Linked DNA regions of Rattus norvegicus: region 2 is linked to region 1. The links are chromatin contacts, called in public Hi-C maps. All regions are on one chromosome and are shown on one strand. Each heading gives the region's core, a stretch centred on a gene start, on an enhancer-like site or on the middle of the called end of the contact. The rest is flanking DNA. Distances are from core to core; before and after follow the strand shown. Region 1 holds the start of Trim11 (tripartite motif-containing 11). Region 2 holds the start of Iba57 (iron-sulfur cluster assembly factor IBA57).

Region 1 (2,823 bases), core at 280-2,779:
GCCTAAAGAACTCCCATCCCAAGCTCTAGTGGGTGGAGGAATGGCTCACTGTAGACCTCACTGGTCACAGGTAAAAGCTATCTGCTGATTTCCGGGTGTCACCAGAAAGCAGGTGGTGTCGCCACACCCACATCTGCTCCTGTGAGGCTATGGAGGTGAGGCCACTGAACAGCCACCGATGCCTAACATGCAGAAGACAGAGATCAACTCTACAGGAGGGAGATTCTCTCTGCCCTTGGCCTATCTCCTAGTCAGTTCACAAGGTCTCTTTCTGGGATCCACACCTTTTGGGATAAAAGGCCTAGGGTAACTGTTCCTCTTTGGTTTTCTTTCTCTTTTCTTGTGTGAAGACCTATGCAAGAGAAATTTAATGTGTTACTTAAGCTGTGGCTTTTCCTGCTGATCTGTCTAGTCAGTTTGTTAAGTTCAGTGAACCTGACAGGGTAGAGGACAAAGGTTTCCTTCTTTGGCAACAGAGTAGCTTTAGTGTTGTCCCTTCGGGGCTTATCATGTCACTTGTGGCACCATCAAGGGGCCTGTGGTGGCAGGAAGGTAAACCTGCTACAACAATTGTTAAACGGGTATGGACCAAACAACAGGAAAAATTACAGGGACGATCTCTAGAAGCTCCAAACCTTTGTGCTAAAACCCAAAGCAAAGTTGACTTGGTGCCTGGTTTATTCTGGTTACCCGAGTTCATGCTGTGATGGTAACACACTGGTCAAGTATCAACTCTGACATAGGCCAAACTGTTGATCTGCCAGTAGGCCCCTTCACAAGTTTTCCCAGCTCAGTCAGGACTGACTACCAACACCTGGTTTTCCCAGAATGCCGGTGCATCTCATCCTGGAAGACAGGCTAAATCCTGACCCCCTTACAGGATCAAGTTAACTGTAACTCACACTCCCTCAACTCTGGGCAGGGCAATAACCGGACATCCCTTCGCACCAGGCATGGGCCGGTTGCACCCGATGGAACGCACCTTGAGGTCGTCCGCCGCCTCCTGCAGCGGTCGCACCCGGTGAGCCCAGTGCTCCGAGCGCTCGCAGGTGGGGCACAGCAGGCTGAGGTCGTCGCCGCAGAAGGTGGTTAGCGGCTCCCGGTGCGCCGCGCAGACGCCCTGGGGGACGGGCGAAGGCGGGTGCAAGCGCCGTGCCATTTCTGCCATTTTGGCGAGCGGGCGGTTGGGCCGTAGGTTCCTCTGCGCCGACACCTCGCGGCACTCGGGGCACGCGTACGGGCCCTCCGGCTGGCCCCAGCAACGTCGGATGCACTCCCGGCAGAAGTTGTGGCCGCAGTCAGTCATCACTGGGTCGGTGAAGTAATCAAGGCAGATGGCGCAGGTGGCCTCCTCTTGGAGGTTGGTGGACAAGTCTGGAGCGGCCATGGTGCTAGCGGCTGCGCCTGGATCAGGCTCTTCGTGGTGCCGGGGGGCAATCAAGCTATTCCGCAGAGAGAGCGCAGGAGGAGCGGGCCCGGAGCAGATAGCGGCACTCTTAGCCTCCTGGGTAGTGGGTACTTCCGGCACTGGGCTCGCAGACTTCCGCCGGAATAGGAACCGCGGCGGAAGCAGAAAACTGGCTTTTATTATTCTTTTAGAACCCGCTTTTGTCTTGGATTAGTCGCTGTTTACCACACGGCTCGGGAATGGGATCGAATTATAGTGCAAGAGATCGCATTTTCATGGTGACAGTTTTCCGCAGGTGGTGTCCCCGCTCCCCCAGACCCGGGTCCTGCCAAATTTGGCCGTGGGTTCTGTAGGTGATCTTGGGCATTGTGTAAAAAACATTTGCCTGGCAATAAAAAGCTGATTGGCCAATGAGCTTAGGCAGGCAATTAGAAGGTGGGATAGCTGGAAAAGAGGGTGCGGGGTGGATGCTGGGATCCACACAGGCCCCAGAAGAGCCGATGGAGATAGCAGCAAAAACTGACGACCAGGTAATCAGTTACATGTGACAGAACTTAGAATAGAATAACAGAATGATTAATTTATGCCATAGTCAGGAAACAGCCAAAGTTTATGGTGATGACCGACTCCGGCCACAACTTCTGCCGCGAGTGCATCCGACATTGCGGGGGTCAGCAATTTAGAAAAGTTCTGGACAGCGGCAGGGAACTAGAAAGCCAGGCAGGGCTCCTTTAAGATTTCCCGCAGCGGCTGGCTGAGCACTTGAGCAACTGCGGGTAGCAAGCCGGAACGCACCCCAGCCTGTGTAGTGCGGCGGCCCGGGCGGTCCTACCGCGGCTGCAGAGTCAGGCAGCGGCTTGCTACGAGCCTCTGGTGTGTCCCGCAGGTGAGCAACTTCTCAGAGCTGCACTAGCCAAACGCAGTTTGCGACCCAGAGCTGGGGAAGTAGGCTTGGCTTCCGGCCGGTGGCTGCAAATAAAGACCTAAAGCCTTTAGACCGTAGGCTGCAGTTGGGGAAGACCTGGGTAGGGCCAGCAGAAGGTGGAACCAATGGGCAGCCTCCTGAACTGAGCTGAGTGGGTGAAGTTAAATGCCATAGACACTTGCTGGTCTGTGGAGCCTGCAAACTAAAGGGCAAAAGAGACATTTTTTTCCCACAGCTGCTGTGGAACTAAAAAGCCCCAAACTTCTGAACTGGTAAGGAATTAAGTTTGAAAATAAAAGAGGAAAGAGACTAAATATAAAACATGATAGATTATTTAAAATTGGGAAGTCGAAGTCCTTACGGAGTTAGAGATTAAAGGGAAAAATATTTTCCATGTTAAAAGTGGAAAGAGACAAAATGGCACAGGGCATCTGGAGTGCGTATAATTTCACAATACACATCAGCATAGAAATTATTTTTTTTAATAACG
Region 2 (2,741 bases), core at 17-2,516, 190 kb before region 1:
ATCGGAGACCTCCCAAGTGCCCACTGCCAGCCCAGTGCATAAGGGAAAGGTAGGAATTCACATAATGAATTACAATTCTTAAAAAGGGAAGGAAATTCTGATACGTGTTACAGTGAGGATGGATGCTCCATGAAGAGAGCCAGGTGCAAGAGGCAGGCACCGAAGGTCCTCAGAGGCTTCCAACACACGAGGGCAGAAAGAGAACTGTAGGCACCAGGGACTGGTGTGTTCTGGGAGGAGTCAATACAGACATGAGAAAAGTTCTGGAGCTGGATGATTAGCGAGGGCTGTGCAGCCATTTGACCAAAGCTGATCTGAATGCACTAAAAGTGGTCTCGCTGGTCTGTTTTCAACTTGTCACAAACCTAGAGCTATCTGGGAAGAGTGACTCTTCAGAAAATGTCTCCATAAGTTTGGACTGATGTGAGAGGGCCCGGCTCACTGTGGACAGGTGTTCCTGATTTGTATCAGAAAGCCGGCTGAAAAAGTCCTAAGAATCAGGACAGTAAGAAGCTTCTTCCAGGGCTTCTGCTTCAGTTCCTGCCCTGAGTTCTCTCAGTAAGTGGGTGTGACTTGAGTGTTTTCAGATGACGTGAACCCCTTTTCTCCCCAAGTTGCTCTTTATTACAGCAATAACAAAGTAACAGTGGTAAAGATGGTAAATTTTATACTGTCCGTATTTGACCATGAACAAATGTCCAATTTTTCCCCCTCCTTTTCTCTGGGCAGTACTGGTGATGGGAACCATGGCTTTCTGCCTGTTAGGAAATGCTCTTCCATTGAGCTATCTCCAGCACTCTCGCTTTTTTTTTTTTTTTTTTGGTTCTTCTTTTCGGAGCTGGGGACCGAACCCAGGGCCTTGCGCTTCCTAGGTAAGCGCTCTACCACTGAGCTAAATCCCCAGCCCCGCTTTTTTTTTTTTTTTTTTTTTTTTCTTTTTTCGGAGCTGGGGGCCGAACCCAGGCTCTACCGCTGGCTGAGCTAAATCCCCAACCCTCGCTTTTTATTTGGAGACAGGATTTTAATTTGCCCAGGCAGGTCTTGAACACGCATCCTCCCGCCTCTGCCTCCTGAGAGGCTGGCTGGGATTACACACTAGGACCAACATAAAATGGCAAATTTTATGTTTATGTATTTAACCACAACCACAAAGGGTTTGAACGGGAGCCAACTAAGGAAAAGGTCGTCGGGTGGCTCTATCTGGGCTTGCGCACCCATCGGCTAGCTGAGGCCCCGCCTACTTCCCCCCACGCACGCGCGTAGCCCGCCGCCGCCGGGGGCAGCTGTGGTGCCCGCCTTCACTAGCGCCCAAGATGGCAGCGGTGGCGCTGCTTCGGGGAGCGGCTGCGGGGCGCAAAAGCCCGGCATGGCAGTGGCGGCCGAGCGGGACCACGAGACACTGCCCAGTCCGTGGTTCCGGCCTTTTCCGCGGCAACTCCACGGATAGTGTAGCCTGGACTTGCTTCCGGCTGGATGGGCGCGCCTTAATGCGCGTGCGCGGCCCGGACGCTTCACCCTTCCTGTTGGGACTATTGACCAATGAGCTGCCGCTTTCGGGGCCTCCGGCCGGCGCGACTCAGCCCTCTGCGCGTGCGGCCTATGCCCATTTCCTAAATGTGCAGGGGCGCACGCTCTATGACGTCATTGTGTATGGGTGAGCTTTGGGCTGCAGGGCGGGGTAATAGGAACGTTAAAGTGTTGTGGGAGAAGATTAATCAGGAATCCCATGAAGGATGTCCAGGATAAGATTTCTAGGGAATGCTGGCCAGACACCTTTGGGAAGAGGCTTAATTAGAAGACTCTGAAAATGACTTTCTGAGGAGGACATTGTAGACTTAGGGAAAGGGTCACCTAGAGGCGGATCTCCCATGAAAGGCATCCAGGTTGGGCTAGTTACTTGCACGGATCCCCAGCCAGTCAAGTCAGAAACTGCTATACAGTGGCTTCTGGAGTTAAGCATTTTCAAGATAGGGGCTTCAGTCTTGTCCCTCCCTCCTCACTTCTTGGAAAGATTTCATTGGTCCTTGGGGCTTTATTTAAAGAGCCACTCTGTTCACAGTTACAGATTGTACTAGTGTTCTGAGAATCCAGTTTCCCCCTTACTTCCGGTTCCTCATTGCCGTGCCAGCTGTTTGCCTGTATGATCTCATCTATGCAGACCTGACTGTGACTGTAAATAGCGTTTGCTGGCCAGCCTGGGCAGGGCCTGTTTCCATAGCATTGAGTCTTCAGTTGCTCACTTTTACAGGACGTAAGTCCTGAAATCTCAGCACCATCTAGCAGGCATGTGAAGACCCACCCTCCCTAGCCTGTCCCTGGGCTGTTCCTCCTTGACTCCTACTAGTCTGAGCTACTCAGTGTCTTTCTAACATGGGTTTTGGTGAGCCTCTTCAGTAACCCCCTAGATGCTCAGAGTGGGAGTATATGGAGAATCCTCATAATTGGAGAATAATTCCTGAACCCCTGAGGGTGGCTGTTCCAGGATGAAAGTGAGAATTGGCAGCCATGATAGCATTATCCAGTAGCTGTCAGCATGCTGTAGGCGAAATCTAGAGTGTCTGTCTCCAGGTGCTAAAAGGCCATGGTGATGTGCTTTCTACACTTGATCTTTGCCAAAAGGCCAAGAAGCGATGTGATGTGCTTTCTTTCTTTTTTTAAAAAGATTTATTTATTTCATGTATGTGAGTACACTGTTGCTGTCTTCAGACACACCAGAAGAGGGCATCGGATCCCATTGCAGA

What was found. Hi-C and Micro-C count contacts between places; a contact is called where the count stands out from the background.
Region 2: a Hi-C map of the A7r5 cell line shows a contact between it and region 1, with 3 times the contacts expected there. The contact joins the promoter of Iba57 here to the promoter of Trim11 in region 1. A contact is called at or near these places in 2 of 12 Hi-C or Micro-C datasets (the A7r5 cell line and liver) and 1 of 1 datasets of contacts at active chromatin or transcription factors (oligodendrocytes).

What each region holds. Positions count from the first base shown.
Region 1 is chr10:44,256,580-44,259,402 of GRCr8, reverse strand. Trim11 (tripartite motif-containing 11) reads right to left here and starts at 1,529. Exons shown (of 6, transcript NM_001399546.1): 1 at 983-1,529. The coding sequence starts at 1,387. It also overlaps a transcript of LOC102555997 not described here.
Region 2 is chr10:44,448,893-44,451,633 of GRCr8, reverse strand. It overlaps Iba57 (iron-sulfur cluster assembly factor IBA57), which reads left to right and starts at 1,266. Exons shown (of 3, transcript NM_001108827.1): 1 at 1,266-1,654. The coding sequence starts at 1,314.